Linked DNA regions of Zea mays: all the other regions are linked to region 1. A link is a contact called in public Hi-C data. All regions are on one chromosome and are shown on one strand. The core of a region is the stretch at or near the end of the contact, and the rest is flanking DNA. Distances in the headings are between cores, read along the strand shown.

What was found. A called contact is a pair of places that touch in the nucleus more often than the background predicts.
Region 2: a Hi-C map of leaf shows a contact between it and region 1, with 8 times the contacts expected there. The contact joins the promoter of LOC100283885 here to the promoter of LOC103637385 in region 1. A contact is called at or near these places in 3 of 25 Hi-C or Micro-C datasets (ear, leaf and tassel).
Region 3: a Hi-C map of endosperm shows a contact between it and region 1, with 3 times the contacts expected there. The contact joins the promoter of LOC100382806 here to the promoter of LOC103637385 in region 1. A contact is called at or near these places in 2 of 25 Hi-C or Micro-C datasets (endosperm and leaf).

Annotation. Positions count from the first base shown.
Region 1 is chr8:150,864,133-150,868,333 of Zm-B73-REFERENCE-NAM-5.0, forward strand. LOC103637385 (ADP,ATP carrier protein 2, chloroplastic) reads right to left here and starts at 2,494. Exons shown (of 6, transcript XM_020542419.3): 1 at 1,582-2,494. The coding sequence starts at 2,355.
Region 2 is chr8:150,718,187-150,722,270 of Zm-B73-REFERENCE-NAM-5.0, forward strand. LOC100283885 reads left to right here and starts at 1,296. Exons shown (of 2, transcript NM_001156783.1): 1 at 1,296-1,428; 2 at 1,837-2,286. The coding sequence starts at 1,315. The coding sequence ends at 2,091.
Region 3 is chr8:151,033,514-151,037,612 of Zm-B73-REFERENCE-NAM-5.0, forward strand. It overlaps LOC100382806, which reads right to left and starts at 2,116. Exons shown (of 8, transcript NM_001361681.1): 1 at 1,996-2,116; 2 at 1,789-1,858; 3 at 739-795; 4 at 534-651; 5 at 18-107. The coding sequence starts at 1,998.

The DNA of each region.
Region 1 (4,201 bases), core at 1,244-3,743:
TAGACACCAGAATGCCATATAGAGACAGAGATGCTGCAAGATACACGTTTCAGTTGGTCAGTGTTAGTGTACCCATTTAGGGTTTGGTGTTCTACCCCGTGTATTTACCTTCACACCCCTGTAATGGGCCAGGCCCACCTAACAGTCTATTAATACATCTCCCAACACCTCATTAGGGTTAGGGTTTCCATTCTCCAACTTGATACCGGGGCCTGGTTTCTTTCTCCAACATTTGAGGTAGAAAGATTACATACTAGCACACATATGAGATAATAATAAGGTCACAATAACCAGACAAACAAATTATAAAATCAACAATTGTGAGCTTAGTGCTCCTTAAGGAGACATCGTTGATAATCTTATTGTTGACAACTTCAGATGCTCAATGCAAAATACATTTGAGGTAGAAAGATTACATACTAGCACACATATGAGATAATAATAAGGTCACAATAACCAGACAAACAAATTATAAAATCAACAATTGTGAGCTTAGTGCTCCTTAAGGAGACATCGTTGATAATCTTATTGTTGACAACTTCAGATGCTCAATGCAAAATACAATTGAAACACATGCAGCCATCTCCAGGGTGTATTTGGTGATTTTACAAAGAACAAAAAGGTCAACCAGAATGTTTTACGATTGATCATTGTTTAAACAGAGTTTACTGATCCAAAGAGTTGCTTCAAGGTCTTCGGAGTAGAATCGATTTCACTCTGATGCACGGTAGCAAATAAGGAATCAACCTGTCATGCTACAAGACTACAAGAGTGGTGCCGCTGTGTCAGCTTTTTGAAGTATATTGTGTATTGACTTATACTCATTGGTTGTTGTCTTTCTTTACTGCCCAGTCAAGCTTATTCCATGTTCTGATTTCCCTTTTGTTTCTTGTTTTAACTTTTTCACTATGCATTTATTCTCTTGATGTCAGTATGTAACAGTGAGGCTTCCCCTATCATATCCCTCGTAAAACAAAAAGTGGTAGTTGAGTATATAAAAGACGAATATACCCAATCAGGGCCCTTCCTTTCTGGCCATAAAAGGAGCCGTAAGACAGAGACACGTTAGATTTGCAAAAGTCTAGATCCAGACCAATGAATATTTCTTTAGAAAGGAGTTATAAAGTGTGAACCATATCCAGCCAAGTTGTTCAATGTAATAGACATCCACAACCAATTTAAGACTGACAATAGCTCGAACATCACTTAGATCATTAAAGCGAGCAATAATGGAGCCGAGCATATTCATAAAAGAAAGCAACAAGCACCTCGATTTTTTTAGCCTAGAAGTTATGCAATACAACGAACCAAGCCACAATGCAGGGCCTACTACAAACCAAAATGTTCTACTACCTGCCCATTATCCCACGAAGGCACGAACAAATCACCTCCTGCCTAAATTATATCCTGATAGAGTCAAGTTTTACCCTTCCATCTTTTGTCAGTGTCGAATAACCAAACATCCAGTCAAACCAACATTAGCTAATGAGATATATAGTTCAAATCAAGTTTGACAATAATTAAATAAGCTATTATCATTACGTAACAATATTGATCCAAGGATCCAAAGTTCAGACTGACCTGATTAGCGAACCCCCAGAAGAGCACGGAGATGACGACGCTGCCCCAGAGCTCAGCCATAACATAGAACAGGCAGAAGCTCCAAATCCTCAGTATCGCCACGGGCCCAAGGAAGCTCGGGCCGAGCGCGGCGAGCAGCTTGTCCGCGAGCGCGGTGGGATGGATGACGTTCCTGAGCGGGTAGAGCACAAAGGCGAAGGCGCCGAAGAAGGCGATGAACGGGAAGATGACGGTGTAGAAGAGCGCCTCCCGCGAGAGAACGTTTGAAAGCTTGGTGTAGAGGAGCATGAATCCGATGGCCATGGGCAGGTTAACCCAGGTCTTGAGGAAAGGGATGATCTCGGCGCTGCTCCCCTTGGCGGTGACCACCAGCACGTCCTTGGTGTCCCGCAGGATGGTGTAGTTGAAGAGGATGCAGAAGAACATGAGCCCCAGCGGCACGATCTTCCTGAGCGTCTTCACGTCGATGCCGAGGAACTTTTTAGCGGACTCCTCCGGCTGCGGCGCCGGCACCGCCGCCGCCGCCGCCTGGGCGCGGAAGGACACGTCACCGCCAACGCTGACCGCTCTCTGCTTCAGGAACCCGTTCCCCAGAAGCGCGTCGTGCCGCGGGAGGAAGGGGCCCCTCGACGCGAGGAGCGGGGACCGGAGCGCGGGCTTGGCGGCGGGGGAGAAGGAGACTGCCCGCGGGCGCGGGAGCTGGGGAGGGAGGCGCAGGCCGGCGCGGGCAGGGAGGGCGGCAGGCCGGGCGTGCAGGAGGGCGCGCGACTCCATGGGTGCCGTGCCGTGGCTTTGCCGGTGGCGGCGGCGCTCCGGTCGCTCGGCCCTGCGGCCCTGTCTGTGTTTGCCCGCCGCCGCCGGGTGGCTGGTCCAAACCCCGAGACGCGAATGGAGTGAAAGCAGGGGAGGGAGGAGTAGGTCCCGGCGCGGCGGTGGAGGAGCGTTATTAAACGATGGAGCATTTGTACGGCAGGCGATCCGATCGGCCGTTGGTTTGCGGGCCGGAAACGATCTCGGCGGTTGATGCGTGAGCAGGGTAGGTGGGCGGAACGAGACAGCGCCTGGCTGACGCCCGGCCCGACGCAGTTTCGAGTCAGCACCCGGCAGCGGCGGCCTGGATGGGCCACCCGCCGCGGCGCTGTCCGTGCGCTTGTCCTCCTGTAGAAAGAAAGATTTGTTTGCTACTTCCCATGCTATCTCGTCGTAAACAGAGAGGTTTGTTTTCGACCTATCGCAGCGTGGTCGTCCTTGCATTCATCCACGTTGCAAGAAACGATTTTTTTTCTCTTATCTCTACGGCCCTGTTTTGAACTTGATCCATATAATATACTCATTCCATCCTAAAATTGTTGACATTTTAGTTTGGATACGAAAATTTAGAAGAAAAAAAAGTAAAGGTATATGGCACACAGAAACTAACAAGGAAAGAGATATAGATGCATTGAGGAAAATAAAAATACATATTTGGAGAAGAGAAATATACATTAGGAAACGAGAATGACAATTATTTTAAGACAAATTTGAATCCTATAATGCCAACTATTTTTAAACGAAAGAAGTATAACTAAAAATAGTTGCTATTAATTAGTTTCTTATGGAAACGAATCGATTAATAATCTACGCTCCATAAAGAAGTAAGAGCAAATGAAACCTAAAATGGTGGTTTATAGCTCCTTTTAATAAGGTACAAATCGATCCTTTTCATTTTAAGAGGAGAGGTACGAGACCCTTTGGCATGGCTCTTTGGCAGCTCTAGTTTGGGATCATCATAAAGCCCTACTAAACGGTCACAAAAAACAGCTACCCATCGAGAGCTCTCGAGGAGCTAGAGTCGTTTTTGTGTTGGGAGCCAGAGCACCAAAGACGTGGCTTCTATCAGCTCCTCCTTCATTTCTCTAATATATCATTCGGAATAAATACAAAAGAACTGTTTTGCCAAACGAATTGCAAAACGGCTCGACTCCTATAGAGAAGCTAAAGAGCTAGAGAAGTTAGAGCCGAAACTGTTTTTAGATGGACTAGAGCCCTGCCAAAAGGGGCCACGGTGAAAAAAAAAATCGAAGCTTTTCATTTTAAGAGGAGAGGTAAAAATATATCCTTATGTAGTGTACGATATAATTAGGCGAAACTGATCGAAGCTCCACCAAACATAGCCTAAATGTCGCATGCCATTGCATAAATATATAATTTATTGAAACATAAGGCAAATACAAAAGTTTTATAAACATTTTAAAACATGTAATAAGCTATAAGGTTTACTTAAAATTACTAGCTTACTGTCTAAGCACAACTCCAAAAGTTTTTCCCTAAAATTTAGTCTCTAAATCATCATTTTATCAATTGAATTCATAGAGGACCCATATATAATACTGAAGAGCGAAAATTTCAGTGAGCCTTTTGTTCCACTCTCTCTAACCTTTCCCTCCCAGGGTTCGTGTTGACGCCTTTTTGGAGGCGCCAATTACTCAAGAGAACCAGCGGCGATGCTCTCTGCACAGGGGCGGACGGTCCGGGCGCGGGGGCCGGACGGTCCGTGGCCTGGCACGAGGCGGCGGTGCTCTCTGGTCAGGCGCGGACGGTCCGCGGCACAGGGCCGGACGGTCCGCTACCTGGCGCAGGG
Region 2 (4,084 bases), core at 46-2,545, 150 kb before region 1:
AAGTATCATAGCTTCATTTCACTCATTTTCTTTATTAATATCGTCACATCCTTCAACCAACGAGTCTTGCAGCATTAGAAGCAACATTAGATAGAAGTACATTAATATTTTTATCCTTGTTTCTCTTTTTTCTAAGCAATCTTTTATTGAATTGAACAATGACAACATCACTTGTACATTGTGCATCTAGCTTATTTCTTCTCTTGGTATGCACCTATGATGCAAATCGAATCAGCCAAACAATTTAGAATAAACAAGGCTATTTTTAGTCTAATTAATGACAATATGGCATTAGACAAAATGAGGTACCATATCAAAGGTGGTCTAGATTCTTTCAAAATAGGACTATGAGGTGTCTACTGCCTTGCTTCTATTGGGCTTTTTTGTTTAATTAGGCTAGGTCAACAACCAAATTGGGTCAACGATCGATTAATTGGGTCAATGACTGATTAATCGGGTTGACCCATTACTTATGTGATTACATGTTAATCATATCGATTGTCTATCGATTATTTGATGATTAATAACGATTTCTAGAACACCGAAAATTATGCACGAATGAGGATTCAACCTATGGTTAAGTTGTTGGCTCCAACATCTATCCAATAGAGCACACATGTTTTTGTGTTTTATACTTTATACTCAAACATAAATAGAAACCGTAGCAACGTACGACGCTTGGCTAGTTAACGTTATACGTGATTAGTTACTAATCACGAAGATATTTATTACAAAATTGTAGTAAATCACTTAGAAAAGAGTTATAATAATATTATTAATAAATATAGTAATTATCTTAACTCAAAATAATCACAAGATAAGTTATTTTACAATTGGTTTTAGAATAATATCCCTACTAACAAGTGGAGGTCAACCTTGTCTGTTGGTTTCACGTTCACATCTATCTAACTAAATAAACATATATTTTTATATTTTATCCTCAAACATAATATAAATTTTTTTTATTAAAAAATAGGGAAAAATAAAACCGGTGTATATCGGGTATAGCCTGATGTGTCGTACTTAGCTTCAGACGCGATCCACTTATGTAATATATAGAAACTACAGTAATAAAAATGCATCTAACTATTATCAAACAATCTATCTGTTTTATCTAACTCTCCATGTATGTGTGGAGTTGAACGATATCATGGTATCTTCACTATCCTCTCCAGCCACTCATTCCTTACACCTTGTCCCACTGCCTTTGTCCGAAAGCTCAACTATTGGGAAGGGTCAAGAAAAGCGAGGAAGCAACGAGCCACCTTCTCCAACTAACATAACCAGAGCATTCTACCGTCCGTCGTAGCAGCGATGATGGCTGTGACGTCTCTGCAGTTGCGCCCAACCCCTCGTCTCCTTCCGGCGAGAAATAGCTCCACGGGCACTGGGCCGCGGATGGCCGCCTTGAGCTGCAGACACAACCAGGTACTGACAAAATTGGCTGATATTCTGCTACTGTAGTTGTAGCTAGATCTGCTTTGTATGCCTGGCAGGCTGCTGGTATAGTAGTGATTCGGAAGCATCCGCTAAGTTTTGTGGCCCTATAGTTGGAGCTACGGTGGTTTTGGTTTGGTTGAGGCGAACTTGCTACATGGCCATTGCCAGACTGCAAGGCCTGATGCTTTTTTTGCAGCAGCTGTGATTACTCTGAAATCACGAGCAGGGGCTGGTTTAACTCGTCTTTGTTGTATGCAAAGCTACGAGTATATACACACACACACACACGTTGTTGAGAAATCTACTCGATCGGTTACACAAAACTGAATTCGCAAGGAAAATTAACATCAGCTGAAATGTATCTCAGTAATGTTCTCTGCCCTATTTTTAACGCAGTCCACCAATGTCCAAGGACGAACAGGGCTCAGAAGCCACGTAACGACGCGCAGAGACGCCCTGTCATTCGTGTCATCCGCGCTGCTGGCAGCGTTGTTCGTGGTGGCCGGTGCAGCAGAAGCTAGAACTTCGAGGTTGGAGAACAAAAAGAAAGCCCTGGAGAAGCTCCGGGAGAAGGCGTTGGGCCGAAAGGAGGAGAACGGAGCCACCGGTGGCAAGAAGATGCCGCCTCCGACGAACTTGCTAATCCGATAATCCCTCGTCCGGCCGTCGTGGCTAAAGGCACTTTGCCGAGGGGCCCTTTGTGTTGATGGCGATGCTAATGTGAGTTTGTACGTTGTTGGAGTCTTGTATGACTGCCAACTGGAATCTGAGTTTTCAGTCTACATTTTCTTAAGCATTGCTGTACTGTTTGTTCATCAGGTTATATGCCTGAAAATCCAATTGTTAGAACTGCATCTTATATCTACCATTAGGTTTATTAGAACATCCTCCGTCCTTCTCGCTTGAGAGCAATCGGACCATTGGTGGCTTCTTCGCAAATCGACATGTGGCGATGCATATTTTTCAAAAAAATAAAAAAGATCTACACTCTGGTTCTAGCTCTTATAGACTATATCTATCGTCCAATCTATATCAACCATCGTCAATCCTTATCTACTATAACGCTCTAGTGCATAACCTTTATCGTCGGTACCATATCAGCTCTTCTTCAATAGGCTTTTAGTTAACATGAAACATATTGTTTTATTGAAACTCAAATACATCTTATTACGTAATTAAGCTAACAAAATTTCATAATTTTTAGTAATAATAAAAAATTACATAACTAAAGCATAATAATAAAAAGTAGATAATTTATAAATAAAATTACATAACTTAAACATAAAAATAAAAAATAGATAGTTCATAAATAAAACCTAATTTATATATTAGATTATAAGTTTTTTATTTTTTGGACTTAAAATGGTTAAAACAACTACGTGGCGTGGCACATGCGTGGATCAATTAGAAAAATGACACATCATTAAAGTTGGTCGGTACCAACCAGTTTAGGCCTAGTTTAGGTACTCTAGTAATAAATGATATTGGAGTGGATTGAAATGTATTGAGAGAGTATTTGATTTATTGTGGATTTACATCATCTTAAATCCCTCCAAAACACTCTAATCTCAAAGTATCCAAACTAGGCCTTAGTTGTATCGACCAGTCGGTACAGACCGATTCAACTCCAACACAAATGGCACCGACTGGTTTAGACGATCGTCAGCGTCATCGGCCATCTGCTCGAACCGACCAACCTTAGAGTCATCGGTCATCTCAGTTTTGTACTAGAGAATGGGAGAGAAAAAATTGTTCCTCATCGCTCCCACAACCTGCTCTCTAATCTCCAGCCCCTTATAAATCACTTGATAGACTATTGCCAAACATTTTTTGTGAGATAAATTCACTTCTGTTAGAGAATAACTCGTAATCACTATATTAGATAATTAGCTTTCAGAGTTAGAGAATCATAGAGCGGAACTCTGTCAAATAACTTTTCTTTTTCTCTAATCTCTCCCATTCAAACTAATTGTGTCATTAGTGATGCCCGTTCAAAAGAGATTTTCTCCATGTCTCGCTCCTGTTCTTTCTCACCTTCTCTTTCCATCCATCTATCTATGCCGTTGGAAGTTTGGGAGGCAGCTCGGGCATTGTCGCTGAGCTCTAGTGTGCTTGTTGTCTCCCGATGTAGATTGGGCATTGCTGGGCTCCAATCTTCTTGAACATTAGGGATGACAATGGGTCGGGTTCGAATTAGGTAGAGCAAAAATTCGCTCGCAAACGCACCCGTAAAGTTTAACTAAACCCACCCATGATCGCGTCCACGGGTGCAATTCCAAACCCACACTCCATCTCGTCGAATTTCGGGTCACCAACGAGTTTTACTTAAGGTGAACTTTTAAACAATAATTCAAATATAAGCAATTAAATATCAACAATAATTAATTCATATCTACATATTTTAAGCCTTCTCATATTTAACAACAATAAAACATTTCATGAATCATTAACCAAGTTACTTATTCAAAACAATTGTCGTTATATATTAATCATTTCTGTCAAAATAAAGAATAAACTAAATTTTGGGTCAGGTGCAGGGCACCCGTGGGTAGAAATAGAAATCCACACTCACACCGGCAAAACTTTGGATCGCGTGCGGATTGCAGCCGTGGGTCAATATCTTCACTCGTACCTGCACACATCG
Region 3 (4,099 bases), core at 866-3,365, 170 kb after region 1:
TGTACCAATACACTAACCTGCACAGGTCCCTGTGCCATGTTGGAACATTCTTGTATGTCAGCCTCGAAGTGACATCAAACATAATGATGGCACACTGACCATGAATGCTGCAAGATGGTTGAAATTTCAAGAAAGTTAGACAAGGCCAAATGAATGGAGAAGTCGAAGACTTGACACTAGAAGAAAGAAAATTGGCTAAAAGCTCACTCTAGAAGATTAGACAACCATCCATAAATTAAAATTCAAAAGCTTGATATAGTTATAGGAGCTTGGTGCATTACACACCAAACGGAGTGCTGATGGGATACTAGCTTAACCATTATGCGGACATAATTTTCAATCCCCTCCAATCCCCTAATAGAACTTACACAGTACAGTTCATCAATAAAGAAAGTACCAATATACCCAATGACAACCACTAAAAGATGTATTGTAGCCTGGAGCAATACAAAAACTTTAGTAATGCATAGACACAGAGCTTCACATGAATAAAAAAACAAACAAATTGAATGAAATATGAATTTCTCACTTACTAGTAGCCATCCCTGAGGCCACCGAACTTTTCTTGCCCAGCAGTGTCCCAGCAATAGAAGCGAATTTTGCCACAGTTAGTGCTAAAATCCAGAGGGTGAACTTCAACACCAATGGTGGCTGCAATGGAGGATAGAAGTTCAATTTATTATAAGTTCAGTGTTCCCCAAGCCAGATGAGACACAATACCAATCATACGAGACTTACGCTCATATTTCTTCTCAAACTCGCCAGTAAGATGCCTCTTCACAAATGTGGTTTTGCCTACAGAAAGCACAAGGTATAAGATACTTATTTGCACCTAGGTTTCTCAACCACGTGGGTGTTCCACTGCTCAAGCTCCTGAATGACCGTTAGATCTACACAACACCCGTCTTGGAAAGGAGCATGCCTTTATTTTATGTTGAAATTGAAAAGATCTACTCCATTATCTTATTATCCCAAATTGCTTGGAATTAAAAATCATGCACAAACTGAAACACTTATTTCTGATTGGATATAAACATTTTATTCTTGAGTCACTCCTCAACCTTTCAACAGAAACTAAACAGTGATTAACCATATCCTCACCAAACAGCTCGCGGTACTGTTGAGTAGATCCTTGTTGGAAGATGTTATTGGCCTTCGCGGCTGGTCAGAGCGAGAACACAAAATTTGCCGGTAACGAAACTGATTCCAGGGCAGGAAACCAATCGATTCCCCATGTAGTATCCAAACCCCAGTAGAGGATTGAAACCCTATAGGAATAACCCCTTGGGGAAAAAGGATTGGGTTTTGACAAATCCCGTGCAATTCCTATGTAATGGCCTGTTACATAGGAATTTTGGAGGAATTTACTGAAGAGATTGAACCTCATGGAAAGTTTCCTTCGTGTCAGCCTCTCATCGAATTGGCGTATTTTTCCTGTGCTCCAAATGATTTTCTCAATCCATAGGATTCAAGATGTTAGAGCATTCTGTTCCTGTGTTTTCCAATTTCTGCGTCCCAAACAGGCCTAAAAATCCCAAATCAGTTCACGAATAGCTAAATGGTTCCCCGTGTAGAGTCCAACCCCACACAAGCTAAACCCCCTACCAATCCCATATCCATATGCCTACCCATCGGACAAAATCTGTACTGCCTCAACAACGAATCAGTACCCGGTCCGCCGGATCTCTAGGGAACAACGGCAACAAACGCGGCACTCGCATCTCCCAACATCCACATACGAATTAAAAAAAAGCATACGAGGCATAAAGGAAGGACAGAGGAAATCACCAGTTCCACCGTCGCCAACGATGACGAGCTTGAAGCTGGGGTAATCCACAACCTGCTGATTCGGCAGCGCCTGCGAGAGAAAACCAACCCAAAACCATGGGCCAATCAGACGATCCGGCGAAGGCAAACGGCACGATCTACGTCAGAAACACCGAGCAGTGGAAGTGGAACTGGAAGGGTCGCTCTATCGCGGCCGTTCGTGCTCACCATTTCTGCGGCGGGGCGCGGCGAACAGAGACCGCTGCGGCGGCCAAGAGTTTGAAATGTATAACTAGAGAGAAGAGAAGTAGAGGGCGTCTGGCGTCTGGACTCTGGACTCTGCAACTGGTGGAGCAGTCCGCTGAGGTGGGTTGAGGCGGATGCTTTTATACGAGGAGAAGTGACGTTTCTCTTTTGCTTTCTGTTGAGGGGTGAGCGGTGCTAGTGCGGCCCGTGTGTATTAGCTTTGGATGGACGCAGGAACCGGGTGCCGTTGGATTCCCCGAGGTGAGGAGCGGATCGTGGGGATGACCTAGCTTTCCGCCCACGCGAGATAACTGGGCCCGTTGGGCCCTTCTTTCGGCCTGCGTGCGAACGGTCCTCTACGCCAACGGACACCTGGGCGGCTGCCTCTGTCTCGTGTTTTTTAAGACGTTCCTTACTGTGTGAGGGGCCGGACTGTATTTATCGTCAACACACTTTTTCCTCTTCTCTGTCTAGAGGATAGGGCTGATAATATACTCTAAATTTTACACTGTAAGATTTAATCGAATTAGAATTAGATTCTATTTATATTCATTTTTGAACTACAAATTATTTAGAGCTCTACTATTTTGTAAAGAAGCATTTGGATCACGATCTATTATCATCCCCTAATCGTAATTCAAATGCTTCTTCACAAAATAGTAGGCCTAAATAAATCTTAGTTAAATATTAGAAATAGGGTACAATCCTAATCTGATCCGATTCTTAAATCTTATAGTGTAAAATTTAGAGCTTATTGTCACCCCTATATCTATCTCATCTCTTCTCTGTCTTTATCTCTAACTCTATTGTATTAAAGCACCAGTTTCAACGGTTGTCGTGCTTCATTTTTTTAAAAAAAGTCTCTTACATCTTTTGGATTAAACCCGATGTCCCTCCCTCCTTCGACCCAACTTCTGGAAAATCTCTATCTCTACTTTATAAAGCACCAGTTTCAACAGTCATCATGCGTTATATTTGCAAAAAAAGGTCTCTTACATCTTTTGGAAGAACCCGCGTTCTGTCGTCCACACATCTGCATTGTTTGGTCTATCGCCCCATGTCATCTAACCGTGCATGCGCTCTCCCCCGATACCACGCTCGCCCCTACCCACGTGGAGTGTAACCACCCTAGCTAGTCGTCGGTTCTGCGACCGCCACTCCTTTAACAGAAAACATTTATCTTTACTATTATATAATACAAGAGTTTCATCGGTTTTTTCGTGCGTCAATGCGTCCCGCGCGAGTATGTCAGGCCTCCACGCACGTGTTTGTGTCTACATCAAAATTCAAGGCATGCAACAAAAATATTAAGTGAGAGTAGGCATCGAACCAACGCCCTCTACCACAACAACACTTGTATAATTGCATTAAAATTAAGAGAGATCGATATCGTTAAAATATGAACTAATAATTAGAAATTTTAAAATATAATCACACATGATATATAGAAAACCACCGTAGCTATGTACCGGCAATATGAATAAATTTTTAGACTCATCTACAACTTTTCATATGGATGTGGAGTTTAAATGGTAAAAATAAGAAAAATTATGCATAATTGTTGGCTCTAAACCCACGTTCACATCCACATAGCCACTAGAACATATGTTTTTATGTTTTATACTTTATATTCAAATATACTATATAGATTTTTATAGAAAAATAACGAAATAATAAAATAGGGCCAAGTCATGTCGTGTTTAGGCCGACCAAAACCTTGTCGAGCCACAGGCCACTCGTTAGGTCTGGTTTATTTAGACATGTATATTTATACACTAGTGTTGCGTCCGCGAAGTTAGATAACATTAATTCCATTTAAGTACCGTCTATCTTTAATATATAGATATCGAGCACTTATCTACTTTTATTTAAAGCACGATTTTCATGTGTCGTTCGCCGCATGCGTAACATCTGTTTCCCCACGTCTGTCAACACTTTTGTAAAAAAACAAAAAAAAAACTTTATACCTCATTCTAAGCTGCCTCCATCCTTTCGACAGCTTTGGTTCGCCTATGTAATACCCACTTTTTGGGGTTTAATATATATATATATATATATATATATATATATATATATATATATATAT